Linked DNA regions of Anas platyrhynchos: region 2 is linked to region 1. Evidence: chromatin contacts called from public Hi-C data. All regions are on one chromosome and are shown on one strand. Each heading gives the region's core, a stretch centred on a gene start, on an enhancer-like site or on the middle of the called end of the contact. The rest is flanking DNA. Distances are from core to core; before and after follow the strand shown. Region 1 overlaps LOC113842858 (a long non-coding RNA gene). Region 2 overlaps LOC113842858 (a long non-coding RNA gene).

What was found. Hi-C and Micro-C count contacts between places; a contact is called where the count stands out from the background.
Region 2: a Hi-C map of F1 follicle shows a contact between it and region 1, with 4 times the contacts expected there. The contact joins two enhancer-like sites. A contact is called at or near these places in 5 of 8 Hi-C or Micro-C datasets (F1 follicle, F5 follicle, liver and 2 more).

Annotation. Positions count from the first base shown.
Region 1 is chr2:42,741,862-42,749,436 of IASCAAS_PekinDuck_T2T, reverse strand. All of the region lies in intron 2 of LOC113842858 (a long non-coding RNA gene), which reads left to right. Among named protein-coding and RNA genes, the nearest start is that of CHST9, 43 kb to the right of the region's middle. Within about 2 kb of position 4,951, at least 3 of the 8 cell types and tissues checked have an H3K27ac peak or open chromatin away from gene starts, as enhancers often do. A contact at or near this core is called in F1 follicle, where this site is marked.
Region 2 is chr2:42,820,115-42,827,689 of IASCAAS_PekinDuck_T2T, reverse strand. All of the region lies in intron 1 of LOC113842858 (a long non-coding RNA gene), which reads left to right. Among named protein-coding and RNA genes, the nearest start is that of CHST9, 120 kb to the right of the region's middle. Within about 2 kb of position 4,304, at least 1 of the 8 cell types and tissues checked has an H3K27ac peak or open chromatin away from gene starts, as enhancers often do. A contact at or near this core is called in F1 follicle, where this site is marked.

The DNA of each region.
Region 1 (7,575 bases), core at 3,702-6,201:
GTAGAAGGCGTAGGCATGAAAAGATCAGGGAAAAGTCCTCGTAGGCAGCATTAGTTTTCAGTCAGAAGCAAATGACAGGAATCTGGGCAATACAGAATCTGAAAACCTGGGCGCTACAGAAATCTTGCACAGCTGGGTGCTAAGGTGCTCAGTTTAAAGCCTGAGGTAGACTGAACCATGAGAAACCAATGGTTTTGCTTGAATATAAGACTGCAGATGTACATGGGAGGGGATGGATTTCCAGAGATGTGTATTTCTTTCTATTATTTCAAGGTCTTTTGGAAATGGCCTTTGGCAGTATTTTTAGAGCTGAGGACAGTGAAGTGGAAAAGATGATAATACAGAAACAGGAAGGGGGAGCCAAAAAGAAAAGGGATTCAGGGGTGCTGGTCATGTGATGCAGAGGATGGAGTCATAAAATGAAGTGAAATGAAATAAAAGAAGTATAATATTGGAGGCACAGCCACTGGAAGCCATAAGGAGATGATAAAGCAGAAATTACTGGATTATCTGTGGTCCCTGAAGGATCAGAATAGTGCTGGGGAACAAGAAGCCCATAAAGAGAGCTAGCAGGACAGCAGGGCAGGGTTTCTTATTCTCAGTAGTTCCAGGCAGGAGATCTGTCCTTTGTTTGAGAGGGAGAGCAAGATGCTGGAACAAGCTGAGTGTCTCAAGTACATGACAGGAGTGATTTAAGGTAAGTTTCTATCACCACTGAAAATAACAATTGAACTAAATCCAAGATACTGACCTCTGCAAAGGTATTTACTGCATCCTGATGAAGACTGATAATGTAGCTATAAATATAGCAAGTATCTGGAAATTCACAGTTGAGAAATACCAAGAGCCCTTGAGGCTTTTCCTCCCTCACAGTGGGTAACGTATTTCAGTGAAATGTGAGAACAAAAAGATGATAGCCCAAAAAGATTTATCCTCTTACTTGGACCCTGTGTTGCATATTGAGCTTGGATTCACTTCAGCCAACATTTCTGTGATATAATGTTTCTTTGTAAAAAGAACTTTACAAAGGAGATTCAAATAGAAAATTATGCAATCAATATATCTGGCTTTAAAAAGCAATGAAATAGTTAACTTGCTCTTAAAAATGTTAATTTTTAGCTGTTCTGAAGAATAAAGGGACAGGAAACTCTTTATCATTTTTATTAACTCACTCCTAAACTAAAACATCGTAGGCTGACAGCCAACGTGATCACCTTACTCTCTTGAGATGAGCAACTTTTTGCCATGTTTAATGAACAGGGAAGTTCAGCTATGGTGAAGTCCTGAGAGAGACTGAAAAAGGATGGTGGGTTTAAAGCACAAGGCTTTACACCCAAGCAAAATACTGTTTGTGTCCATACTAGGAGCTGGAATAGAAGACAAATGGAAAATGCTGCCAGCCTCTCCCTTTTTTTTTTTTTTTTTTTTTTTTTTTGGAAGATTTGAATGAGCAGTCATAGAAATAGGCTCCAGAACCTATTGCACTGCAACCCTGCAACTCGCTTTCCAAGACCTGGACTTTCCTTGTGAAAATGGTCATCCTAAACATATTTTTAGTGCCTTCCTCACCCTCCCCCCAAAATCTCAGCCAAAGTATATTTTGAATTATATTCTTGTGCTGAAAGGCATTAATAGGCATAGTCAAGAGGGTTTTGGTCTGTAGAATATCGACAGATTTGAAGCAGACAGGTGTGCTAAGCACACAGGCTGGTGCACCACAAAGACGGGTGTGCTAATAACCCAGGCTGTGAGGAAGGATGAATTAAGGTTTGTAGTTTGATAACTGGAAATAATAGAAGCCTGTGTTCTAGTAGTTTGCGTGGCACAGAAGCTAAATCATCTAAGCTATTTGTAAGCGCGAAGGCTAAAAGATTTATTGGGCAGACTATGCAGAAGGTGATGGGAAGGACAAAAGAGGCTGTAATGTCTTTCAGAGAACCAGCATAGCCCTAAGGTGTGGAAAGAAATCCTGAATAAATGGCTTGACAGGCTTGGAAGTTTAACACACACACCCTTTTCCTCTAAGCAGCAGAACTTAGTGTGGATTCCTCAACACAACCTGAATTGCTACTATTGCTACTATTGCTATCCAATGCGCAGTTGAAGCTGTCCAATACCAAACTAGCAACTGTTTATTCACTTACTTAGATTAGGTACTACATGAATTACACATTTGGGGCATGTTTCACTGCTGAAGAATTAATGAAAAATTTTCGATGAATAATTATTATTAAGAAATTTTATTAAAAGAGCAATGTAATGTATCCATTTCATGAATAATGTTAAAATATAACAACATAATGTTTAATTGTTTCATAATTTTTCTTATTAAACTTCTGAGTAAGTAGATGAAGTTTATATGCAATATAAACTTTATGCAATGTGCATCACTGGTGAATCAGCACTTCAGTTGAGACTTAAAATATTGAAATATTTAGGACAAAAATAACTACATGCCTACTGTAGTTAATATAAGTACAATGCTGACAGTATTCTTCTGATTTTGTCACTACTGAAAGGACATCTGAAAGTTGTTGAAACAAATTTAAGGCAATGTGGGGAGGTGGGATTGTGAAAGATATTCGTACTTTGAAAGTTCCTTGCCATTGGGGTTTCAATGGAAATTTTCTCTCCACCAATTTAAGCTAATATCTCTTTCTTGTGTAAGACAGAAGGACATCAGTGTTGCTGAGTGTGTGTGGCACAGTGCCGTGAGGACCAGATAAGCTCTTCAAGACAAGTAAACAAATGATTTTCTGAAGTATGCACACATGAGCATTATCATCCTTAAAAGCTGCATTAGATTTTCAAATGTATCATTTTGCTTGCTGTATCAGTGCTTGGCAGTCTGAAAAAGTCGTTAGAGAAAATCTCTACATTAGGAAGGGAGAACAAAGAGATTGGCAAAATTTTGAATATCAGTGTACTTCCTTTGATTAAAAAGCTGGGCTAATTCTGGGAGAAAAACAAAGCTTAGTTTGCCTTCTAAATGGAACACATTTGAATGTACAAAATTGATAGAATTTTTTAAAAAATATAATTGTATACAATAATCCTTTATATAAATTTATAATATATTTTAACAATTTTACTTGTTTGATTTCTTTGTAAATGAACTCCAAATTTGATATGGTAACTTTATTCACAATGAAAACATAAAGAAAGTGAAGAATTCAGAAATACAGGACTTATTACAGATTTCATCCTTGGATAGTTTTATCTCAAACAGCATCATTTGTTTTCTACTCATTTTCATTTCATGCCTAGCCAGAATGAGACAGATTGGTCTCTGCCTTTATGTTTTTACTGACAGCCCCAAGCCTGCAGCACAGATAGACTGCTGGTCCCTGGGTAACAAGCTTTTAGATTGGGGCCAGAGGTGCTGGGTCTTTAGAGCACAAAATGAAACACAGTTCCTTAGTCAGCATTTTGAAGCATGGAGAGGGAGGTGGGGATGGAGGGAAAATTGGACTTGGGTGTATCTTTATTTTTGGAAGGAAGCAATTTTTGAGGTTTTTAATCATTGTCATTTGGCTTAACGTGGCTGATTCTTCATAAGGTTCTTTATGTGTTCCTTAAGGCACAGGAGTGGATGATGCTTTAAAAGATGAAGTGAAAATTATGTATGTCCTGCATGCCCAAAATTGTTTGGAATGAGCAGGAAACCTCCATTGGATGTCTTGTGTGAGGATGGAGATGAGCCACTGGGCTTCCTGCCTAGGCAGACATAACTTGTGAAGATGGACACTGGATGTGTCTGGAGTAGAAGCTGGACGTGATTAGCCCTGTGTAGGCATAAATAGCACCTTAGTGCTAACCTTAGCATTTCTAATTGCTCTTCAGACTTTCTGAAGCCATTAAATGAGACTATCCTTAGCACAGTATATGATACCCAGCACATATACTACAGGTCAGACTGCATCTTGGCCATTTGTGTGCCACTTTGAATGTTATTAAAAACTGAGGGCAAATCTCCAGCTACCTGGTCATTATCTCTCTCTCACACACACACCCCAAACCAAACAGCAACAACAACAACAACAACAAAACAGGTAGGGAAAGGTCTTGCCAGTTCTTAGACAGACAGGCCACTTCCATGTCAGGCCACTTCCAGTTCTCCTTGACTTTTGGGCTGAGGGACAGCTACTGTGCTGCCTGATGCCAGTCTGCATTTCACCCTGCACATTTTTCAGTATCTGGCAGTAGGTCCTGAGAAGAGGATGCCTTAATTCCTTCCAAAAGCTATCATCAAAACTGAAAGGTACTTTCTAGTGCACCATTGAGCATCTCTTGTGTTTCCCTTACTTGTGCCAGGACTCCTCGCTGCTCTTACCAGCCACAGACTTGCTGAAGAGAAGGGGAAAAGCCTGTGTAGAAGTTGAGGTTGTATAATGACACTGGAGCATGTTACATAAACCTCGGTACAAAGAACTTGTTAAAATGTACCCAAAGGGTAGAAAAATATTCCAGATCATTTATTCAGAGCTTGTTTCATGATCACGATCGTTTTTTTTTTTTTTTTATACCTCTGGCAATATTTGAATTTGATTATACTAGAGCTAAAATTTCACTCCCGTTTATGGCTCGTCCTTGTTTCACACACTGCAAAGCTCGTCTTTGTGTTTTCCATAGTACGCATAAGCAGGGATGACATGATCACTGTGCCGGACAGCTATTCTCCTTCAGAGAAGGAACAAGACCATGCACAGTAGCCTTTTGCCTAGTGGTGTGATAACAGGGGTGATTAATCCTTTCTCACTGGGTATGTAAGATTTTCTTTCTGTAGCCATGTGGCTGCCTGACAATGCACAAAAGCAGAGCAAGTTGCACTTGTGAACATACTTGCTCCTGCTATTTCCCATGCACATACATGTTTCAGGCACCCACCCTGTGTTGCGTGTGCTTTGCAGACACCTTCATCCCTGAGCTGAGCAGGATTTGCTGGGCTCCTGAAGGCACTGATAAGAGCCTGCTGCGTTTGGGCACTGGACCGAACAAGCGGAGGGGAGCGACTTTCAGCAGGCTGCGTTAGGAGGATGCTAGTGACACCTAGCGTTTAAAAATAAAACAAACACAAAAAGCACATGAAAATGCCAGCAAGCCCGGCGGGTTCCCTTGCAGAGCTGCGGGCGGCAGGTAGCGAGGTTGCTGCTGCGGGGTCATCTCCGGCCCTCGGGACATGGGGACAAGGAGCAGGGGACAGAGGGTCCGGACAGCATCCTTGCTCCCCTGGTCCACCCCAAAATGTATCCCACCCCATCTGCTCGAGCAGAGAAAGTGTTTGGGAATCAATCACCCCAGAGAGCGAACAAGCAGCTTTGAAGGGGTGCTTGCAAGGTGATGGCAGCCTTGTGTTCCTCTCTGTTTGCATCCTTCATTCTTGTCTGCACTTTGCTAGCTAATAAACTGGCAGAATATTTTGACTTTGTACTATTGTGCATACACCGAAATGCAATCTGGTAACTGATACCCTCTCCGTGTACAGGTATCTAAACTAATTGCAGGGGGAAGGATATAAGAGATGATGCACTGTAGCTTAATTTTAACAAGGAAGAAAAGACAGTCTCTGCAAACAGGATTACAATAAATTCTGAAATAAAATTCTAGCACATCAAGGAGCTCAAAGCTGGTGACACACTGCCCAGATTCAAGGGAAGGGGAAAGAATATTCCAAGGGCATTCGACATCACATAGCAACAACAGTTGTAAGTTGATGAATTCAATGTTCCTACAAGTAACCCTGGCAGTCAAGCAGCTCTTGCATTTTTTTTTTTTTTAATGTTTGATTTGTTAAAATTCTTTTTTCTAAAAATAAGGATAAAATGGGTTGTGAGATCATAAACTGTATAAAAACGGATGTATGCTTAATGTTGTGCAACAGTTAAAGAAGTTAGCATATGAATAACTAATCATCACTGCAAGTATCTCAAGACATGATTAATATAAAAATACTGTAATGTTGCTGGTAGAAATAGAATATCTACTTGAACTATATGCAGATGTTTGACATTTCTATCCCTTTAGATATTTACCAAATTCAAGAAAAAAAAAAAAAAAAAAAAAATATAGCAAAATTAGTAGCAAAATTAGGTTGAGTGAAAAAGTTACTGTAAAAGTAGCAAAATGGACAAGCTCACAGGCTGGTGCATTATGAAGGATTCAGAACAAAGTTTAAGGCTGTTGTGGCTCCTGCAGACTTGAACACATCCATATATGATTAGATTACTTCAAGGCTTCAGAGATGCAAAGCATTTCTGAATCAGAGGCAAGCTGTAGATCTGGTGTCTTACATTAACTAAGCCTAATATGTTTAGTGCTTTGAAAGTCATATAAAGTCACTAGAGACTTCTTGAATTACCTTTTGGAATAAATTAAGCATCTGTGTTGTTTGATAAAAGAGTGGCATAGATGTCTGGAGCTTCTGAAGGTGGGGATCATCGGTGGAGGTCATTTGAAGAACATCATGGGTCACAACATGAAATGACTACGATGATCCTAAAACATACACGGGGACCTGAGAAAAACCTTGTTTCAGGGAGATAGCATCTGTTCCTGAAGTAACACAGTGTTGCTGCGTCAGTGTAATATTTTGGTTTAGATTGCTGCTGGAAAACTGCTTATCATGAGTTAAGGCAAGTTTAATGGAAGTGTGTACTTGAAATTGAAAGGGCATAAGTAAAGTATATTCTGGAATATTACTCATTCACATGTGGAGGAAAACAAGCCAGTGCAGGAATTAATGTATAGTATGGATACATAAGTAAGCCAACATTGTTTGTGCTGAATGGGTGAGGGCACCTGACATGGCTATTATGGACGCTGAATTTCAGCAATACCATAAGCAAAACCAAAATGCATCCATAAATGTTGGTCATAAAATCAAGTGATATTTTAAAAAGTGTTACTTTTCAAATGACTGTATTTCCAGAGATATCTTCTTGATTATGTTAGGTACTTCCAGGTGAAAGAATTAGAATAGGTAGAAATTTTCACTAGTTCTGTTTTGTGCTTAATAGCCATCATGGATCCTTATTCAGTATGCTCTTCTTTGGGATCAACAGGAGCAGAAAGGAAAAAGATGCTGACAGGTCTATGGTCATTATATTTTTGTAGGGTTCCCTCGTTTTGATTACTGCTGTTACTCTGTTAATTTTCTGAATCTCTGAGTTTTCAGATATCTGAAACAAAACTGCAGTTCTCCACAGTTCAAGCCAGTCACAGTAAGGCACCACCAACTTGGCATCACTCTCAAAAGCTTTTGTTAAATTGATGATGACACCTATTGTGTTCTAACTAGCAATGCTTTTATGCTTGCTATAAATAATTACTTTCATTAGCTGTTTTCTTGACCATATATCATTGGAGAAAGATGCTGCACACTTCAGGTCTTCATGCATATTAACACTGATTTACTGTTTCACCTTCTTCACCTGAGGTAAGAATAGTACAGGAAGAGTTTACAGGATTTGATGTTTTTCTTATTTTTATTATTTTCTATGTAACTTTAGAGTCTGACTCCAGTGACTTTGGGGATGGCTTTTGCATTGTCTTTATGTGAACAACATTTTTGTACAG
Region 2 (7,575 bases), core at 3,055-5,554, 79 kb before region 1:
GAATAACAGGTTAACAATCAAAAGACTGTATTATTTCATGCAAGAAAAACAAGATAGTTGAATACAGAGTTGAATTTTTCCTCACTTTTTGCATTCCAACATTGTTCCTTCTCAAGCGGAGGTGACAGAAAACAGTGTATAGCTTGATTTCCTCTGAACAAAATGAAACCAAACCTGTCACAGAAGAATAACTCAGTGCAAAACTGATAATAATGAGGATGCTCTGATGAGCAGAAGTCTCTCAATCACAACATGGTCCCAACAGAACAGCATTTTAACAGATACTGCATGGTGAATTGTCTTGAGAAAAGCCTTCTGGCCAAAACATTGACGTTCAGAAGCAGCTGCTGTACTCAGAGAATGTGGGTTTTAATTATCTTGGGTAAAACAATCAGTTTGGAGTGCAAGGTAAGTTAGACTCCTGAATATTACTGATCACCTGGAAAATCACAATGAATGTATGCTTTTCTTCTCAATCTACCTTTCAACCTACAGCTCATTCCCTAGGCTGTAACAAATGCATTATGTTTTGCTTAGCAAAGCAGCACTGCTAAAGAAAATCCATGAAATGTAACTTGAAAGAAAGTGGATTACCTAAATGAAAAAAGAAAAGAAAAAAAAAAAGTGTTCTATTGTTACTAACTTTCTCTGCATTCATTTCCTATGGATTTAATATACTTGTGTGTGATTTCCAATTAAATAAAATAGTCCATCTACAGATCTCTTCTCGTCAACAACTGAACATCCACAGTTGCTTCTTGTAATTTACTGTGATTTTTTTAGACCATCACAACACCATGCCTCAGATAGCCCGAATCATACACACTAACACTAAGCCTGTACATACATTCCCTGTACCTTTATTCTCTCCTGCTAGACCCTGTAAGCACCTTTCCCAAAGCTGGTAGTATTGCATGCAAAGTCCAGAGCTGCTTCTCGATAAATCCAGGTCAATGCTGGTATAGTAACACCGGGTGGCAGCAGTGGGTTTTCAGCCAGCAAGTTGAGCTGTAGTGATCCTGTTGTCTGAAGTAATGAAGACATAGAAATTAATTTTGTTTTGATTTCCAAGTAGAGTGCTTGACATGTTATCCAAACCCAAATTTCTTCAGTTTGTCATCTGTTCATGCCTCACAGTCCTGGATTCCTTCTTTTAACTTGACCTAATATTGTAATTGCTGTAAGAATGACAGACTCATCAGGGTTTAGGATACGGAAGGATGCATGGCCTATGTATCATCTGCTGAGAATTTGGGATTGTTGCCAATGCTTTGTAGCTGGAGGAGAATTGGACAGTGATTTGTCTTTAGGGCACATGTCATGTTTGTCCTGATCTTTGCCCCTACTTAACATGTCAGAGTTGTGACAAGCATAACAGAAGAAACCCTCTCAGAAATATATTTTGCAATTACTGCAAACTTTGCTGGGCAGATGACAGACCTGGGGAACAAGCTGCCTACTAATGTTTTCTTCTGGCAGGAGGTTTTCTTCTCTTGACAGGTCCCATCTGAGTGGGCATCACCTGGTTCTTGGGAGCAGAGCCCAGGGCAAAGACAATTTGTTGAGCTGTTTTCTTCCTTCTGGGGGAGATTAGGGTGAGGTCAAGCTCCAAAACCAACATCTTCTTACTTTATCTGACATATGTGTTGCCTGTTGCTCTGGTTATTCCCAGATGCAGTTGTTTTTTTAACATTGTAGAGACTGAACTATACTTTTTTGCAGGAAGACAAGTGAGTGATGTAGAGTTCTGAGAATGACCATCATTGGTCTTAGCTGTCAGAGTTAGTGAGATGCCCTCACAAAGAAAGACTAACTGTGCTTCCTATAATTAGCAGTGCAGCAGCATGATTTCATATACTATTTTCATTTTTCTTCTTCGTGGGAATACACAATGGTTTTCCAAATGTCTTACGCTTCTTTAGTCATTCATACTTCCATCTTTCAATGACTTAAATAAGCTGGCTCAGTGGAGTACCATGTAACCTTTCACTTGCTTTCATTGCTGATTAAAACCTAAACCCACCAGCACCAGATGAAATCACTTATGACTAGGACCTCTGAAAAAGAATATAAATAGTTTTCATTGTAGCAGACTCCTGTTCATGCTGCAAACTCCTCTTTCAAATTCAGGGTTTTTCATGTAGCCAAACTATAACTCAAAACCCAATTAAGACTTGTTTACAAAGGCTGGTAATATGTCCATTTGCAGTGGAAACCTGTTTGTTAAACAGTTGACGTCCTGAAAATCTTCCATTGCCTTCCAAAAATTCTTCCAATCTTTCACTGTTTCCACAAAAGTCATTGGAGCAGAATCAATGTGGTTCAGCTCATGGCAGTGCCAGTAATCCTAAATCCTAAATGCCTTGAAATTACACATTTACACAATTAGGTGCAATATGCATAAGGATACCACTGGTAAGCATTGTGATTTGGCTACTTATACTAGATCAGAGCTCAGAAGTGCAACCACCTAATTTCCTCCAGCAGCTGTTGGGTCATAATGAATAAAAATGGAGATGAAGTCAGTTTATTTTGTCAAGTATTGAGGCATAAGTAAGATTAGAAGATGAAACTGGAAATGAATAAATCAAATTTATTTGTGTTTTACCATTTACCACAAGTATCATGAGAATTGGAGGCAGCCCCACATAGGGAAACCACTCCTGCATATCAGGCCAAAACAAGGCCTGAAGATGGGTTTTCATTCCTAAAAGAATATGTATATATTATACAGTACAAATATATATGTAATATATAACATGTATATAATATATATGTAGTCAGCTATATAGCTGAGAAAATGGAAGACAATGCTTCTCCCTAGAAGCAACTGCAAACCTTAAAGAATATGTTGGACTATGGGGCAGAAAGGGCTCAAAAGTGTGCTGTCTTTTCCATGGTGCTTTCTGATCACTGTTTTCCACCCTTTGTAGCATGTGCACTCTGCTCCTCTATGCTGCCTCCATCCCACCACCATGCCACCTACTTCAGCTCAAGCCCTCCCATTCCATTCCCCAGGAGGTATCCAGAAGCATCTTCCCATGCTTCAGCCCAGTAACTAACCCATTTTGCTGGAGGTACCATCAGCCCCAGCCATCTCTCCCACAATCCTCTTTCTTCTTAATATTTCTCTGGGTTTGCCTATTTGGGTTTTGCCCTACTCTGACTTGCCCCTACCATGCTTCTCCACTGTCCGTAGAGATGGTGCTGTCATTTCTGTGGTGCAAGTTATTCTGTGGTTCATGCAGCACTGGCACTGGGGTCAGCACTGCCTTGTGAGGTAGGAGATGGGGCAGAGCCTCACTGGCAGTGGAAGGGGAAGGATAGCCGGAGGGAGGGGGAGAGTTGGGTCTTTTGCAGGCTGGGATTAGATCAGAATAAACTGCTGCAGAATCAGCTCTAAATCTCTTCTCACTACACCCTCAAGTAGCTCAGACAGTCAAAACTGCTGACTGTTTTTAGCACTGAGGAAGCCACATTGATCATCTGTAATGCACGTTTACATGAAAGATATTTACACAGATGCAAAATGCAGTAGCTCATTAAATAATTTTTCATCACATGTCACTTATGGAGCAGAAGAAAATTTGGCTGCTGCACAGCAGTTTCTACTGAAGTGGCTAGGACATAATACATTGACATTCAGCTGAAGCAATCAGCTTGAGAAATTTTGTATTGAATGTATTCTGAAGAGTAATTAAGCTTCCTACAGTAAGCAATGCTTGTTAAATTGGGTGTTACTACTTGTTACTTAAAGCAGATAAGGCTACATTGTTTTAAACAGCCTGTCTTATCTTCCCTAAAGAATGAGATTATCTTCTCCGTCTTGTTCTTCCCAGTCTCTCATGAAATACACTTGAGTGCCTGTCCTTCAATCTGTTTTTCATGTGGCCTTCCATAGTAATGCTCAGTAGTCTGTAGCTGTCAGAGTAGCAGTGAGCCCATAAGCAGTGATGATATTTTTCCATTATTCAGGGCCCATTCTGCCACTCTTGCTCACACAGTGTAGTATCTCTTGTTACTGGAAATTATGGGACTGCCTATTTGCCAGGCACTATACAGAGGAGTAAGAGCAGCAGAGGCACTGAGACAGGGGTAAGATATAGGCACTGTTATAAAAGCAAGAGGACACGGTTCTGCATTATTTATGTCTCATTTGGTTATTCAGTGCAAGGAGAATAAAAACTTGATGAAAAAGGGTTTGCTGTAACCTCCAAATATCATTTTGTTTGTATAACTGCAATGCCCAGGACTCACTGTTATGGTCCAGGCCCAGAGTGTGTATAAATACCAAACAAGATTAAGTTCACTGCTTCTCCTGTAAAACAGTTGCTGCTTTCGTATAATGCTACGTTAATGTGACTAGAATTTTCTCCATAATTTGAGTTTACATTATGAAACACCTCAAAGCATAAATGACACTGTTCTTGATACCATGCAAATACGTATCACTTTAATGTGCATTATTTGCAAGTCCCAAAGGAGCAATTGAGTCAAATAAACTAATTCTTCTGAGCGGGATTAGTGTATCCCATGAGAAGCCATGTCGCATTACAACTGATCTCCTCTGTTTTTTTGTTTTTTTTTTTTTTTTCCTAAAAAATCAGTCACTGTGGTTTCTAGGTACTGTGTGCAATCCATTTTCTTACATTTCAGCACTGGGATGACAGTCACTAGGGAGGGTTTTTAATCCCATGACTTTTATTAAAACACAAGAGAAGAAGCATAAACCGCATTATTGCTGAAGGAAGTTGGTCTGCGAAGCTGAATTCCCACATGCACGAATAAGTGAATTACAAGTTAATCTATGTGCAAAAGAGTTTTAGTGATCTCTGTCTGCCTTCTGTGATTTCAGGTCTCCCTGGAAAAATGAACCAAACAACCCTACAAACACATATTTTTCCACTGTCAAATATTTCTCATTTCTAGACAGAGTCCCTTGGCACATCAGTAACTTCTTTTTCATTCTTCAAGTGGATTACCGGTCACTTAGGCAACAGGCAAAATTTCCGATGAGTGAGCAGACTTGCCATGAAAACCCGCCAGCTAGTCAGTGAACAAGTGACATCTCCATGACTAGTAGAAGAAATCTCCATATGATCTCCTTTACACACAGCTTGACAGAAGCTGCTAAACCAGGGAAGATCTGAAAAGTAATCCAAGATAATCAGCAGATTAAGACAGACACTCTGTGCAGCAATTCTCAGTTTGAGTGTTTGTCATCATGCTAAGCTTTTCCAAAGTGTAAAAGTGACTGGAGGTCAAACTGACATCCTCTTTTGGAAGTTTGCATGCTTGCCCCACAAATTATGCATAATGCCTGGCTGTTCTAGAAATTTCTTGAACAAATAATGCAAGCAAATTTCATCCTTCTGTACTCTTATGCAATCTCTGATGTGGTCACAACAACACATTTGCATATGACATAGGTTTTCTCTCCTTTTATTGTAAACAAAAGCTAAATTATTCAATATGCTGTGAGTGCAAGCTCCTTGAGGGAGAAAGATGCTTAATTTTTTTTCTATTTTGAATTTTCAGTAGGATTTCCTATTTTGGTGGTATAACCTGTCCCCTATTTTTTTCCCCAATAGGCTGAAAATTTAGATACTAAAGTCATGGATATCACAGAAGAAGATGAAAAAGTGCTGTAGTGAGCCCTGTCAAATACTGACCTATATGGCATGTTTTGGACAATGTCACCTTGTTGCTCTGTTTCCTCCCTGTCAGTTGAGCACTGGAAGAGAAATATTCCTGTTTTGTCCTTGTTATTGCTCCAGTCAGAAATATTTTGCAGGACAAATTAATGCTCACTAAATTAATACTGATAATGGCTGGAAGCTGGACTCTCTGTTCTGGACTCTCTTGAAACAATGTTAGTGAACCTGTTGGATGTGCTGCTTCAGTGCACTCTTACATCTCCAATGTGCTTACTTGCAAATATTATTTTAACAAAATTTAAATTATAACTCTAACAGTCATGGCCAAAATGATTCAGTAAAATGTATGTTTCCAGAAGTCTAAAATTCAGCTGTGGCTTATGCAAAACTCAGTTTTGTAAACTTTTGTACAGTTGCTTTCTCCACCTGTTGCTGCTGCTTTTAGGAGAAAACATTTGATATCAAGGTGGAACTGGGTTAGTAAGGATCACAATACTGCTTGCATTTGTCTTTCTTTCTGTCAACAAATAAGGTTAATATTATGAATGACTATTCAGGATTATCTATGTCCTTTTTCTATTACCTTCAGAGGTTCTTTGAACAGGGTGTCATCACTGACTGCAAATGTCCCCAACCTGAAAACTTAGAAGTGTTCACAAACAATGTATAACCATTGTGTAAATTTGGTCAAATATTTACATGGATTTTTCGTTTGTTTGTTTTTCTTCCTGTCCTTTACTGTTAAGGCAATGAAGGAGATTTTCATTTCCTTTTAGAGGCAGCATGATTTGCAGACTTTCTTTCTTTTTTTTTTTTTTCCTAGCCCTTGTAAGGCTCATGCTTATGTTAATTGTATAGATTTGAGTCAACTGTTCAGAGGGAAAAGGATGGTCTCTAGCCAGCTGCACAGAAGAACCTGAGACCCTGGACAAAATCTAATGCAAGGGCTATAATGTAGATTGGCAATGATGCTCATTGGCAAATTGCTTTTCTCTAAACTAACATCACTGACTTCATTTAGGTGAATATGTGGACTTGTGCAACCAAGTTGGAGTTCTACATTCAGAGATTGCATTAATTCATTAATTAATGCAATTCAGGTTGCATTAAATGAGATATGATCAAGAAATATCAAAAAGCCAGACAGGTGCTGAAGCTCAAGGCCATCTCAATTCATGAGGTTCTGAAACTTTGAATGTGGAGAGGTATAGACAAAGCAAAAAAAAATCCCTCCAGAAATTCCCATAGTCTACAGCCTCTTAGCAATTTTCTCAGTTGTGTTTTTTCATTGAAAGTTGGCCCTCAGACTGAAATTTGTTTCTGCTTAGCTTTCACTGGAACGCGGCATGTAGCAGCTACCTCTGAAAGGATCCTTTTTTGGGACAAAATCCTCAAAATAGTTAAACGCTTACCTTGCCCTTATTTCTTTGGGAGATAGCTTCCTAAATACCTTTAAAAAACTAGTTCTTATACACTCATGTTTTTGAAAAGGCTAGAGAAGTCCTGTACAGGACTGCTCCATGCATATGAAAACTTTTTGCACTTTTGTTAGAGTCAGAATAAAAAAATATAGGCAATCCTCAAGACATATAGGGCAACACTTCATAAAATGTGAAACACATTGAGAAAATTCCCCAAAATATTATAATACAAGTTAGCACCAGTAATGTCTGTGCCAGACAAAACAAAGAAACAACAACAACAAAACAACAACAACAACAAAAAAGACCAAAATAAAAATCTATTTAATGCTTTCCATCCATCTTAAGTATATATTCCTGTGGTTCTGCAGTAAGCCCTCCCCAAATGTTTAACAACATGAGCCTCAGAATTGCTCTTATGCTCCCTTCCAGCCCTCTGGGCCTGACAGAAATGTTTCAAAAAATGCAATTTTGTAAGAAACAAACAAGCAAACAAA